2 separate regions of the Ovis canadensis genome follow, and region 1 is linked to region 2. Evidence: chromatin contacts called from public Hi-C data. All regions are on one chromosome and are shown on one strand. Each heading gives the region's core, a stretch centred on a gene start, on an enhancer-like site or on the middle of the called end of the contact. The rest is flanking DNA. Distances are from core to core; before and after follow the strand shown.

What was found. A called contact is a pair of places that touch in the nucleus more often than the background predicts.
Region 1: a Hi-C map of fibroblasts shows a contact between it and region 2, with 2.9 times the contacts expected there. The contact joins the enhancer-like site here to the promoter of LIFR in region 2. A contact is called at or near these places in 2 of 2 Hi-C or Micro-C datasets (fibroblasts and lung).

Annotation. Positions count from the first base shown.
Region 1 is chr16:49,222,734-49,228,971 of ARS-UI_OviCan_v2, forward strand. It overlaps EGFLAM (EGF like, fibronectin type III and laminin G domains), which reads right to left. Exons shown (of 23, transcript XM_069555987.1): 21 at 181-264. LOC138421667 (a long non-coding RNA gene) reads left to right here. Exons shown (of 4, transcript XR_011249580.1): 2 at 173-365; 3 at 496-602; 4 at 3,766-4,218. Among named protein-coding and RNA genes, the nearest start is that of LIFR, 98 kb to the left of the region's middle. Within about 2 kb of position 2,283, the one cell type or tissue checked has open chromatin away from gene starts, as enhancers often do. A contact at or near this core is called in fibroblasts, where this site is marked.
Region 2 is chr16:49,124,576-49,131,552 of ARS-UI_OviCan_v2, forward strand. It overlaps LIFR (LIF receptor subunit alpha), which reads left to right and starts at 3,444. Exons shown (of 20, transcript XM_069556154.1): 1 at 3,444-3,805.

The sequences.
Region 1 (6,238 bases), core at 1,033-3,532, 97 kb after region 2:
TCAGCCTTTCCAACCTGCAGCGTTAGTGATGGGCACAGGGGGGAGTTGGTACCGAGATGTCCTAATGAGCGGAATCAGGGATACTGGGATGCCAGGCCAGGTGGGGGAACAGGAAGTGGAACTACAGGGACTTGGAGAGCACTCCCATCAGCTCTGTCTCACGCTGTGACAGGTACTCACCGAACGGCCTTGACTCGATGCCACCGACCATCATTGAATGAGCCATTCACCATGATGGATGCCACACCACTGCCCAGGTTATAGCTGAAGGTGTCAGAGAAGAACAAGACAGAGAACAGAAGATGCACAGGCAGACGGTCATTCATAAATGATTCTCAATGAGAAAGCTCTCTGGACCTCAGAAGGTAGTTTCTTTAACACAAAACAATGCTAAAAAGACACTAAGTTCCCAAAGTAGGCCATGTTTTTTTATTTTTTAATTGTGGTAACATTTACGATCAACCTTTTTTTTTTTTCCTTGGCCATACTGTGCAGCAAAGAGGATCTTAGTTCCCCGACCAGGTATTGAACCTCTGCCCGCTGCGTTGGGAGCATGGAGCCTTAACCATCAGACCTCTATCGAAGTCCAGTCTTAATCATTTGTAAGTGGTTCAGTTCAGTAGTGTTAAGTATATTCACATTGCTGAGCAATCAATTCCAGAACTTTTTTGTCCTGTAAAATCGAAAATCTGTACCCATTAAACAACTTCCCATTTCCCCTCCCCCAGTCCATGGCAACCCAATTTTACTTTCTCTTTCTGTAAATTTGACAATCCTAGGTACCTTATAGTAGGGCCAAACAGTTTTGTCTCTTTGTAACTGGCTTTTTTCACTTACCATAATGCCCTCAAAGTTGATTTATTTTAGGCTCCATGCATGCTATTACTGTATAAGGAAAAAGAAGGACTTTATCATTTGTAATGTGTTGTACTAGGTTGAACAGTATCCCCCCAAAATTAATGAACACCCAGAATCTAAGTGAAAACTGAAAGTGTTAGTCGCTCAGTTGTGTCCGACTCTTTGCAACCCCATAGACTGTTGCCCGCCAGGCTCCTCTGTCCATGGGATTCTCCAGGTGAGAACACTAGAATGGGTTGCCATGCCCTCCTCCAGGGGATCTTCCCGACCCAGGAATTGAACCTGGGTCCAGAAACTCAGAAAGTGAACTGATTTGGAAACAAGGTCTTTGCATATGTAATTAGTTAAGAGGGTTTATATGCGGGTTATATGGGGTTGGGAGGAAGTCATACGTGATTATTGTTGTTGTTTAGTTGCTAAGTCATGTTTGACTCTTTGCGACCCCGTGGACTGTAACCTGCCAGGGTCCTATGTCCATGGGATTCTCTAAGCAAGAATACTGGAGTGGCAAGAATACTCCAGGAGAAGCTCCAGGGGAGCTTCCTGACCCAGGGATCAAACCCACATCTCCTGCGTTGCAGGCAGATTCTTGACCACTGAGCCCCCTGGGAAGCCCCATTTGGGGTTAGTGAAGCCCTAAATCCAATACGACTAGTTTCCTTATAGAAAGAGGAAATTTTGACCCAGAGACAGAGACACACAAAGAACACCACGTGAAGACAGGGGCAGAGGCTAGAATGATGACAGCGATAAGACAAGGAGCACCAAGGAGTGCCAGCGATTGCCAGGACCTAGCAGAGAGTCACAGAGCAGACTTCCTCAGAGCCCCAGGAGGAAGAGACCCTGCAAGGCCTCCGGGGCAGACTTCTCGCCTCTAGAACTGTGAGATAACACGTGTCTATTGCCACCCAATTTGCGGTAATGTGTTATGGCAGTCTTCAGAAACGAATACATGTGTTTTCACTTTTCAAAAAAACAGAACAGAACAAAACATTGCAGAGTAGGCTGAGTCCCAAAGAGTTTAAGGGAATTTGCCTAAAATCTCAAAGCCAAAGTATAGGACTTCCACTTGGGCTTTTACCTGAGCCCCTCCCCCTGCCACATTTTCTTGGATAGCAGATCCACTCCAGAGCTTTCTGTTTTCTGTTTCAGTTGCCAGATACCCTGATATGCTAAGGGGATCAGAAGACTTGCATATGTTGTTTACCAGAGAGAAATATCCCTCTTAGTCCAGTGTTCATTCAATTATTCTAATTTAATTAAATACAACAAATATTTAGTGAGTGACTATTCTAGGCTGGGCACTGAGCCAGCTGCATAGATCACCCCTTGATAATATAATAAAGCCCATGTAATCATGCTTTTGAAGGAAAATGCATTCCACCCAGACAGCTCTCTCATGTTGTAAGAGGACATGTCTCTCCTTTAGCTCATTGGCCAATAAACAGGAAATTGAGAGAAAACTCGGATTAGTCACTGAGCTCTTCTATGCACTCAAGCCAACAAAAGAGCAAGAATAGAAAGCTTTGGCTTTTCCCAGGGAAAGCACTATGAGTCCTTTCTTTAACACTGGAGTCTCAAAGAAGCCACACAGCCCATCAACATTTAACCAAGAATAGAACTCGGGTGACTTGACAAACTCTGAGACAAAGCTGTTGCTCTGACCCAGAAAAATCCACTGTTTTCTAATGAAATTTCCCACATCAAGTGTCTCCTTGTATGAAGCAGCCTGGAGGTGGAATTTTTAGATTTCATTATTTAGTGGCCAAATGCTTGTTGAAGAAATGAATGAGTATAAAGCAAGGCTGAGAGCTGGTTGGCAGAAACACAGCTGAATTACTATGTGGGCTTTTATGAGAGGCAGCATAGGGTGATAGAAAGAACTTGCTGCTGCTGCTGCTGCTAAGTCGCTTCAGTCGTGTCCGACTCTGTGCAACCCCATAGCCGGCAGCCCACCAAGCTCCCCCGTCCCTGGGATTCTCCAGGCAAGAACACTGGAGTGGGTTGCCATTTCCTTCTCCAATGCGTGAAAGTGAAGTCGCTCAGTTGTGTCTGACCCTCAGCGACCCCATGGACTGCAGCCTTCCAGGCTCCTCCATCCATGGGATTTTCCAAGCAAGAGTACTGGAGTGGGGTGCCACTGCCTTCTCCGAGAAAGAACCTAGACACTTGGATTAGAGGAATCTACCTAGATTCCCAGCCTTGCCAATTCCTAGCTCTGTGATCTTGGGCAATTTGCTCCATTTGTCTGAGCCTCAATTTTCTCATCTGTGAAATGGGTTAATAATACCTACCCTGAAGGATCTTAGGGAAGTTTCAGTAAGATAATATATATAAAGAGCATAGCACATAGTAGGAGACAAGCAAATAACCCCATGCCTGTGTGCATGCTAAGTCACTTCAGTCATCTCTGACTCTGTGTGACCCTGTGGACTGCAGCCCACCAGGTTCTTCTGTCCATGGGATTCTCCAGGCAAGAATACTGGAGTGGGTTGCCATGCTCTTCCCCAGGGGATCTTCCTGACCCAGGCCTTGAACCTGCATCTTTTATGCTTTCTGCATTGGCAGGCAAGTTCTTTGCCACTAGCACCATGTGGGAATACATGCAGTGCTTAATGCAGCTCGGATCGAGCATTGACAGCACACCTAGAGGAACTAGCAATAGGAGAAAACTGCCGCCCAGAGTCAAGCCTGTCAAGCCTCTCCTGGAAGAGTAGTCATGTGTGAAAGTGAACCAACAGGCTGCGAATATGTAACCAAAACACCCAGGAACACCCAGGTCTCAGAACAAGGTGACTTAGGTAGAACTGCAGCAGCACTAGACTGGAATGGGATTGTAACCCAGTGAATGGAAACGTTTTCAGTTGTGTTTGGACAAAGGATGGGTTTTCTTCTTCTATTCTCCAGCCCGGTAACATGCCTGTTCATCCAGATTGTACTCAAGGAGCAAACACGGAACCCAGCAGGCAGGAATCCAGCCACCGCTGCAGGTCAGGGAGCGGCCCAGTTGGCTCCTTGACGGCCTGACGGCCTGACTCTCCAACCCCACCGACTCCCTCTTCGTTCTCGAATAACCTCCTGCTTGCCCAGACACCTGATATACATCCCCCTGGAATTTCTCTTTCTTTTAAATAATAATAAATGGCCAAGAACAGTGATTGCCTTTGTTGGGAGAGGGCATGAGGGAGCCTTCCTGGGTGTAGGAAATGTTCTGTTTTATTCCGAGTGGTGGTCACACAAGTGTTTGTATGTTAAAAAATGTATTGAGCTGTACACCTAATATTTGTACACTTTATGTAAATTTTACCTTAATTTAAAAAAATTTGAAGTATAGTTGAATTAAAATGTTTTGTTAATTTCTGTGCTGTGTGTAGTCGCTCAGTCACGTCCAACTCTGTGACCCCATGGACTGTAGCCCGCCAGGCCCCTCTGTCCATGGGATTCTCCAAGGCAAGAATACTGGAGTGGGTTCCCATGTCCTCCTCCACGGGATCTTCCCAACCCAGGGATCAAACTCACGTCTCCCGCACTGCAGGTGGATTCTCTATGGTCTGAGCCACCAAGAAAGCCCGAGAATACTAGAGTGGGTAGCCTGTCCCTTCTCCAGGAGGAGAACCAGGAATAGAACCAGGGTCTCTTGCGTTGCAGGCACATACTTTACCAGCTGCTGCTGCTAAGTCGCTTCACCAGCTAGTGCACAGCAAACTGATTCACATAATATTATATGTATATTTGTCTGATTTCAGATTCTTTTCCATTATAGGTTATTACAAGATATTGAATATAGTTCCTGTACTGTAAAATAGGACTTTGTTGTTTATTTATTTTATATATAGTATGTCTCTGTTAATTCCAAACTCCAAATTTATCCCTCCTACCCCCTTCCTTTGGTAACCGTAAGTTTGTTTTCTATGTCTGTGAGTCTGTTTCTGTTTTGTAGATAAATTCATCTGCCTCGTTTTTCTTTTAGATTCCATATATGAATGACAGCATACGACATTTGTCTTTCTCTGACTTACTTCACTTAGTTAAATATCAATTTAAAAAAAAAAGGTAAAAATATGTGAATGAATGAATAAATGAATAAATGCATGTCTGCTTTCTCTCCCATGTCCCGCGTACCTGGTGATCATGAATCAGTTATCTTGAACCCAGTTTACCTACTCAACCTGGTGCACACGAAAGGCCAGGAGTCTGAGCACAAAGGTGTGCTACCAGGAAACGCCAGCAGGTGAGGTCTCTTGGAAGCCACTTGACTGCCTCCACGTGGTGGCACTTATAATTGGTCGTGCCTCCTTTAAAGCATAGCACAGGGTACTTTGCTAATGTCAGACTGCTTCCCTTTCTCTGCTGCATGAAAATGTTATCAAAGTCACATGGAAAATTAGTGGGTAATATCCCCAGTAAAGTGATATTTACACACCTAGTTTTATGCCCTATACATAACCATAAAACAAAACAAAACAAACAACAAAAACCACACTCTCAATTGAGTACTCTGATTCCCTTTCTTTAATTTGCACCCAAACCTTTTCTTTATTCTCTGGCAGAAGCACTTTGAGCACTAAATTAGCAAAAAGGACAAGCATTTAGGTGAAGAATGTTGAGATTATACCGTATTATCTTAGATTTCCTGTTGTTTGCTTTGAAATTGGATCAAACACTAAAACCTCAAAAATGGTTGGTTCACCTACGCAATCAACAGGTTCACTCTCTAGGCTCCACTGATGTAAGCTGCATGGCAGCAAGGCCTTAGTCAAAATAATAACAACAATAATAACAATAGTAACAATAACAATAGCTAAATTTTATATAGTATATTGTGCCAGTTCCCTTACATATGTTCATGATATGAGTTTTTTGAACAGAGTAAACACTTACCAAGGATAATCATTATCACTCACTAATAAGGAGACATGCTGGGCCTTTATGTGAATTAACTCACTGGGTCCTCATGATTAACCCTTTCCTTTTCAGAGGTCAGATAACCTGCAGGTGATCACGTGGCCGTGGGAATCAGGCATGTCTGACTCTGAAGCCCTGGTTTCTGACCATTCCAGACTCGGTTTCTCAGGGTGTGGCTCCTGGTATCTTCCAATCAGATTCTGGCACTCAGCAGGACCTCCTCCACCAGGTGCGTTTCCAGGTGTGGGCCCAGGAATCCAGTAACCTTGGATAGGAGCCCTGCAGCTGACTCTGTGCAGGCTGACAATCTTAAACCACTGGCCACTCTCTGATACCTCTCCGCCCAGCCTCCCCCAGGGCTTCCGTACTTCTGAGCCGGGTGAATGATGTGGGGAGAATAGCTGCCCAGAGGAAGGAAATGCAGCGAGGCAGCCACGCCAGGTTCCAGGCCCAGGGATGAGCACAGATGTCTGCT
Region 2 (6,977 bases), core at 2,194-4,693:
AGTTTTTTTTTCCTTTTTTTTTTTTTTTTAATATTTGTTTTTCATTGTAAACCACCTGAAGTCTCCTTGGAAGAGGACTTTGGTAAAAATAAGCAAAAGACAAAATACAATCTTATTGGGGCCATGATGAGGACATAAACCAAAATAGTTTACATAACACCCCCAAAATTTTTCTATTTGAAAGAGAATATTTTAAACAGAATCCAAGGAAGATAATATCTTTCATAGTGTTTATTGCATTTTTCATGCCCCTCACATTACATTTCAAACTACTTTGGTTACTCAGAACATAACATGGAGAGAAAATTAGCTGATTATTCTCATGTATCTTCTTGTCATATATCTAATTAAAGTTTTGTACCTTGTCCAAAACTACTTTCTAAAATAAACCAATTTAAGTCTACATTTATCAGTCAGGCTTAAAATGAAGAATGGCTTCACTCATTTCAACTATTCTCTGGCTAATAACTATGCTTAATTTGTAGTTTTATTTGGTTCCAAAATTTCTTCCAGGAAGAAAGCCTTTTCTTGTCCCACTGATTGATAACAGCACACGTGTTAGATCACATATCCCAAGAAGCCTGCATGTGAGCCAAGATATGAGTAATTTAATAACAAAACCCCATCATCTCACATTTGCTGCTTTTGTGAGTGATGGATCCCTTCAAAGAACAATGCCTTTCATCTCCAAAATTTTCATTACAGGTGTGATGATGATTTTTATTTCACTTAAAGATTATTCTTATGTTTAAACGTTTCAAATGAAATCTTACTTATGAAAAAAAAAAAGAAAGACATGAACAAAATAGAAAAGCAGGGAGAATAGCTAGAAAGAAGAACACAAATCTTGGGCGTAAAATAATTAACAAGGAAATTAATTCTAGCTATCCAATATGTACTTTATGTTCAACATTTTGCTGCTTTATTCCCATTCAATTTTAGCTTATTATATGCCTTACTTTCTTGCTTCTAATTATGTAGTCATTTCCATTTCCTTCTTTATTTGTTCAACACAAACACTAAATAAGAACTACTGTCAGGCTCTTCATATTATACAACATAAGCATCAAACAAAACAAATTTTATGTTTTGATATTTATTTTGCAATATCTGTTTTTGGTTTACAAACTTAATTATTATATAAAATAGTATTTACAAAACAGACTTGTCTATGACAAGGGAAATAACAATGTCAATCCGTGACACTTTAAGTTAAATTCCTTTAAGAATCCAAAGTGGTTAATCCACCTTTTATACAATCATTAAGGAAAATTTCCTACTACCAACTCAGCAGGACCATATGAAGTGCTGCAAAAACAGAGTTTCTGGTCATAATCAGAAAATTGCTAAGATATTTTTAAAGTCCCTGCTTTCTTATGGAAATATAAAATCTACTTTTTCTCATGAAAAGTGTGTGTAACATGGCTCTTCAAACCAGACCTCGGTATCGTGTGGGTCCTGGGGTGCTCCTTGAAAACTGTGGCAACTTCTTGAGTTCCCTGACTAGTGATACCGGGGTGTGCACTGGAGGCAAGTTTTCTGAATCTAATTAAAGGTTTAAGGCATTGTTCCAGCCCCACATCCAAGTCCCTGGCAGGAGACAAGGCAATACATCCACATAGTCGTGTTTTTGTACAATTGGCAAAAGTAAGATATTTTAACCACCATCAGCTGAGACTGAGATCTCTTTCCCTTTCAGTTTCCCCCTTGTCACTTTCCCTCGGGTTGGGTGGTGCTGGAGCAGCTTGGGTGTGCTGTGTTGTTTTGTTTTTCCTTTTCCTTTGGGAGGACCACCCAAATTGCATAAATTTCTCATAAAATCTGCATCAACGCGCCCCTCTGTGTGATAACAGTACCTGTTTTACAGGTATTTGTGCAGGTTAAAAGAGCTGACGGATGGTGCCAGGCACAGAGTGTATCCAATAGTTGCTAGGCATTATTATTCCCCCAAGAGTTTCTATGTCTAAGTCACAAAAGTAAGCATTCTATGTAATATGCTTTAAAAACTACGATTTTTCCCCACAAAAGGAATTTCTCCACCTCATGTAGGGGCTACATCACAATTTTCTTAGACTCTAGGCACTTGTGCCTCTTTGTTGAACCCTTTCATCCATTAAAATCTTTTTAAATGAGATAAATGTCCCAACCCACCAAGGACTCAAGAACCAGGGTAACACAAAAAGTAGCATCTTAAACAGGGGTTCAGGTACACATCCTGGAAGCCTGTTTTGCAAACAAGGTCTCAGAGATAATAGGAAGAATTAGTCTGGGCGTTTAAAATACATATGAATGAAGCTGGTCGTTAGAACACAAGTGGGGTCCATGTCTTACTGTGAAACACACACTTGCATTTAGGGAGACTACTTTTCAGTGTACCTGATGGTGTTTTTTGTGCCCATTCTAGTTACATTATCAACAGGGAAATATTGCCTCAGAAAATAAGGTTCGTTTTGCCAATTTAGAAATTGCTTTGGAATTTCATCCAAAGGTCTCTTATAAAAACACGCTGGCCTTTGTGCTGGTGCATCAAATAAATCACAAATGAAACAAACAAGTTGGCTTCCTATTGAAGGTGTGTCTGCAGAGCCCTGTGACTCTGCGTGCCAGGGGCTCCATCTGGCACATTTCTGAACTTTGCAAAATTAATTGTGCTGAAGAGAACACCATCAAACGCGTCCGGCATAGAGGGTAAACATCTTCAAACCATGATTCTGCGCCATCAAACGCTCTCCAGCTAATTACATTTGGTGCATTACTCTGGACGAAAACCGAGGCCAAGTGAAACTGCGGAAATGGGAACAATGCAAGGAGGAAAAATCTCACCCCATTAAGAGATCCGTTTTTTCTCAGCACAAATAAGCCCACCACGCCTTGGAGGCAAGACTAGATGACTCCGAATGCCCCCGCAGGCCCTCTCTGGCCGAGCGAGCCCTGCGTGGGCAGGAGGAAAGTGACCGGAGTGGCAGCGCCCCAGCCCTTGGAGCATTATAAGTTATTCATAAAATCTAAGCAATCGCTCCCCGTGTCGTTCCCTCCGCCCCCAACCATCCGCGCCCCGGCATAGAGGCTAGTTTTCAAGTGTATTTACAAAGGAAGCTAAAACACGGCCGCAGGTCGTCCTCTCCTCCATGCAGTGTTTGCAATGCGCTTTGACAGCGTCTCGAGAGCCGCTCTCCTTGCAGGGCCGCCGCGCGCTAGGCCGGCCTTCCCGACCATTTGCACGGGCCAGGCCGCTCCTCTCCCCGACTCTTCCGTGACCTTCCGAGATGGGCCTCGCGACGGGACTCTCCGCGGAAGCACCACCCTCGGCGCTGGAGCCCCGCGCGCGGCCGCTCTCCTCCGGCTCCAGGGGGCGGCCCCGCGAAAAGCGCCGGACGCGCGCGGCCCCGCCGAGGGGCGACGGCGGGGGCGCGCGGGCGGCTTCCGGCGGGGGTGCGCGGGGCGGGGCCGGGGGCGGGGCCGGGACCCGGGTAGCGGCGCCCCCCGCCGAGCGGCGTGCAGGCACCGCCCCCGCGCGCCGCAGTCGGGGCTGGAGCGTCTCGCCAGTAGTGGTGGCCGTTACTGTTGCCTCCGCGCGTCCGTGGCGGCGGCGGCGTCCCCCGGAGCTCGCGGAGGGCAGCGGGCCGCCCCTCGCCCGCGGCCGCCTGCAGCAGCCCTGCTCTGGGACTGGGGGAGGCGAGACGGCGGAGGCGGCGGGTGGTGCCCGGCCCCCCTCCTCTACGCCTCCAGCCCACGGGCGACTGCGAACTCCGGCAGCCCCCGGGCGGCGGCCGAGGATGGCTAGATAGCGGCGCGCAAGCGGCCCGTGAGTACTGGGAGCGGGTGGGCGCGGCGCGAGGCGCGGGGAGTGGGAGCCGCGGACCCCGGAGCCGGGTCGCCTGGGCGCATCGTCGCCGGCGCCGGGCGGCCGGCGCGGGGCTGGGGGCAGCGCTTCGGCCGGCTTTGGCCCCTGGGTCCGGGAGCGCTTGAGAGGAGTGACCCGGGCGGGGGATGGGGCGCACCAGGTCTCGCCGCTCTCCGCGCCCTTGGGCCACCCGGGCTCCAGGAGGACGCCGACTCCCCGGCCGCGAACTTCTGCCGCACGTAGGGCAGTAAGTTCTGAGGCCACAGGCTACCTGGGGGATGGGAAGGAGCTTTAATTTTTATTTTTCTTAAGTGATGTAATCAACCAAGTGACCCCCTTGCCTTATCTCTTCATTAAAGCCAGTTCGCTGTCCCTTCTGTATTCATGGTGTATTTGATTTACCTTTATTTTATGTGCTTGTATCCGAAGGTGCTATACTGATTGAATCCAGAGTTTAAGGAGTTGACCGTCAAACTTAGGCTTCATAATAGATTCCAGTTTTAAATGGATCGTTTCAAAAGACAGAGCTGGAATCATGAGTTCTGACCGACAGAAAATTCTGCACTTCACATGTTGTGAATTTACACCTTGAATAATGTGATTCTGGTTTCCACCTTCTGCATCCCCACCTTTGGCTACCAAAAATATATGAGGTGTTTTATTTGCGGTTGGGTACCTCTGTGCTCCTTTTTGTGTGGGTGTGTTATTGCACTCAAATATTGATATAGCATATATGCTGCTACTGAATAGCATTTGTATGGAAATGAATTTCTCTGCATTTTTTACTGTGTTCATTTAAGATACGTTTTTTTGACAGAAAGGTTTCAGCTTAAAGTTTGCCTTCTGATTTGTTTTCAGTTTCAGATTTGTATTTAATTAAAAAAATTTGCTTGGGGTAAAATGAAGTGACTTAGTAGTATCATTTGGTCAGGGGTCCAAAAATGATTCCTAAATTAAATTTAAAGCAAATTCCCCTTCCTAGAAAAGTGAAAGCGTTTGTTTAGTGTAAATGATGCTTGTCCCTTCCCTTAAATGCTGATTTTGCCACAGATCTGAAATCACATTTCACTAATATCAGAGGGTTCCTTGTCTTAGCCTGGCTGGGGAAAGGAAACCTAAGTATAGAGTATGTTTTTAAAAACACTGTCCTCTTACTTGTTTCACAGGTTGACTTTCTGTTTTATAGCCAAGGGGAAACTGTTGATTTGGAGACTTCATTAGGTAGTTACAAGCTCGATTTAAATATCCCTTCCAAGAATTGAATTGAGGTTTATTTGCTTTGTAATAGGTGAGATCACAAGCTCGCCTCTCTAATTGCTGGAGAGTTGGGTTCTTTTCTGGGAAATAAGGATCAAGAACTTTGCTGTCAAAGAGAACAAACTTCTGTGATTTTTGAAACCTTTCGCTTATTGATGGTCATTGTTCAGTAATATGTTGGCAGTGATATAAATTATTATAACATTAAAATTTACCGCCATTATTTGTGGGACCAGCTGCTTATGCATCCTCTAGAAGATTCAGCATGTATAAAAAGCTATGGAGTGAAAAGTGTATCTCCTCTCCCCAACTCCCCGACCCCTACTGCACCCTGTTCTCCCCAGGACCCTGTGTATATCTTTCCAGATAAAGCCTATGCTAGTATAAACATTTTGTCTGTGTTCTTTTTATTTGTCTTTCCACAATTGAGGACACATTGTATGCTCGGTCCTGCACCAGCTCCCCCCCTCCCCTTCCCTCCTGGCAGAGTACTAAATCTTGGCAGCCTCTAACATCAGTACCTAAGAGCTGTCTCATTCTCCAACAGCTGCGGAGTACTCCATTAAGGATGAGCCATCATTTATTTAACCTCTGCTTTATTGAGGTATGTGTAGTAGATGGTTTCTGCTATTTTCCTATAGAACTGTTGTAAAACATTAGTTTCTGAGGTTTTTAAGTGAATTTCAATTATTCCCAAAGGCAGTGGTAACTTATTTCTTTGCATCATATTCCAGGAAATGAATGCCCCTTCTCTTCAGTGTGCACTCTTTCCTTTTATATAATTTCCAAGTGATCCGTAAGGGTCTCTGGTGTCTTTGTGGTGAAGCATGAGCCACCAGGGCCAATTACTAAGGTGGCATTCCTTGATTAACACCTTAGCTCTTTGTCTCAACAAAAGAAATAGAAGAACAGATATAAAATTTTAAGAATAATCTGTAAGAAAAATTCTTAGGAGTTTAAATATTTTGAACATAGAGAAGAGGCTTATACCTTTGGTTAGGTTGGAGATAAAGGCAGGTCGTGTTTCGTAAAACTTGTTTGCCATTAGGCACCAACACCCCTGCCTTCTGCAAATGATCACTGGTATCTCATATTTTAATGTTGCTATAATATGTTTATAAATTGTACACTTTGGGAGAAGGTTGCTCGTAACTCTTAAGGAGGAGTATGCGTTCAGAAAATATTTGGCCCTTTTAAATTAAAAATTGAGGTCTTTTAGAGTGCTTTTAAAACAATAAATTATAGAAGTAAGACTAATGCTAGCTAGCAGTTGAACCAAATGCATTACAAAAATTTGAGTATTATTCAGTGTTGAGCTTTATATTTCCATTATGCTTATTTTAGAGCTAATGTAAGAAGCTATAATAATCCTTTTTTTTAAATGACCAAGGAAACCTTTTCATGTTTAAGGTGTTTTGTTTTTCCTTTGTTATTTAGTACCTGTCATTGTACTAAACTGCTAATATTGGCTGTATTTGCTCTTCTTAAATAAGTATTTACTGAGCATGTGTTACATCCCAGGCAATTTCTAGAGACTAAGAATGTAGTAATGCGCAGGATAGAGACCCCATTCTAATGAGTCCACCTGTTAGTGAGGGAGATGGATAAAAAGCAGAGAAGCAATAAAGACAGTAAGGTCTGAGTGAGACATGCTGGCAGAGTGATAAAAGAGGGTTGCTGGGATAAAGAGGGGGCAGGTGGGGCCACTGTTTTAGACCGAGCAGCTCTGGAAGCCTCTCTGAGGTGAAGTTTAAACTGAGAGTTGAGTGTGTTCTTGGAGATCTGGAGGAGTGGTGGTTCAGGCAGAGGGCATGGCTTGTGCAAAGGCCAGGCAGTGGGACCGAGCCTCGCACACCAGAGGAACAGACGGCCGCCA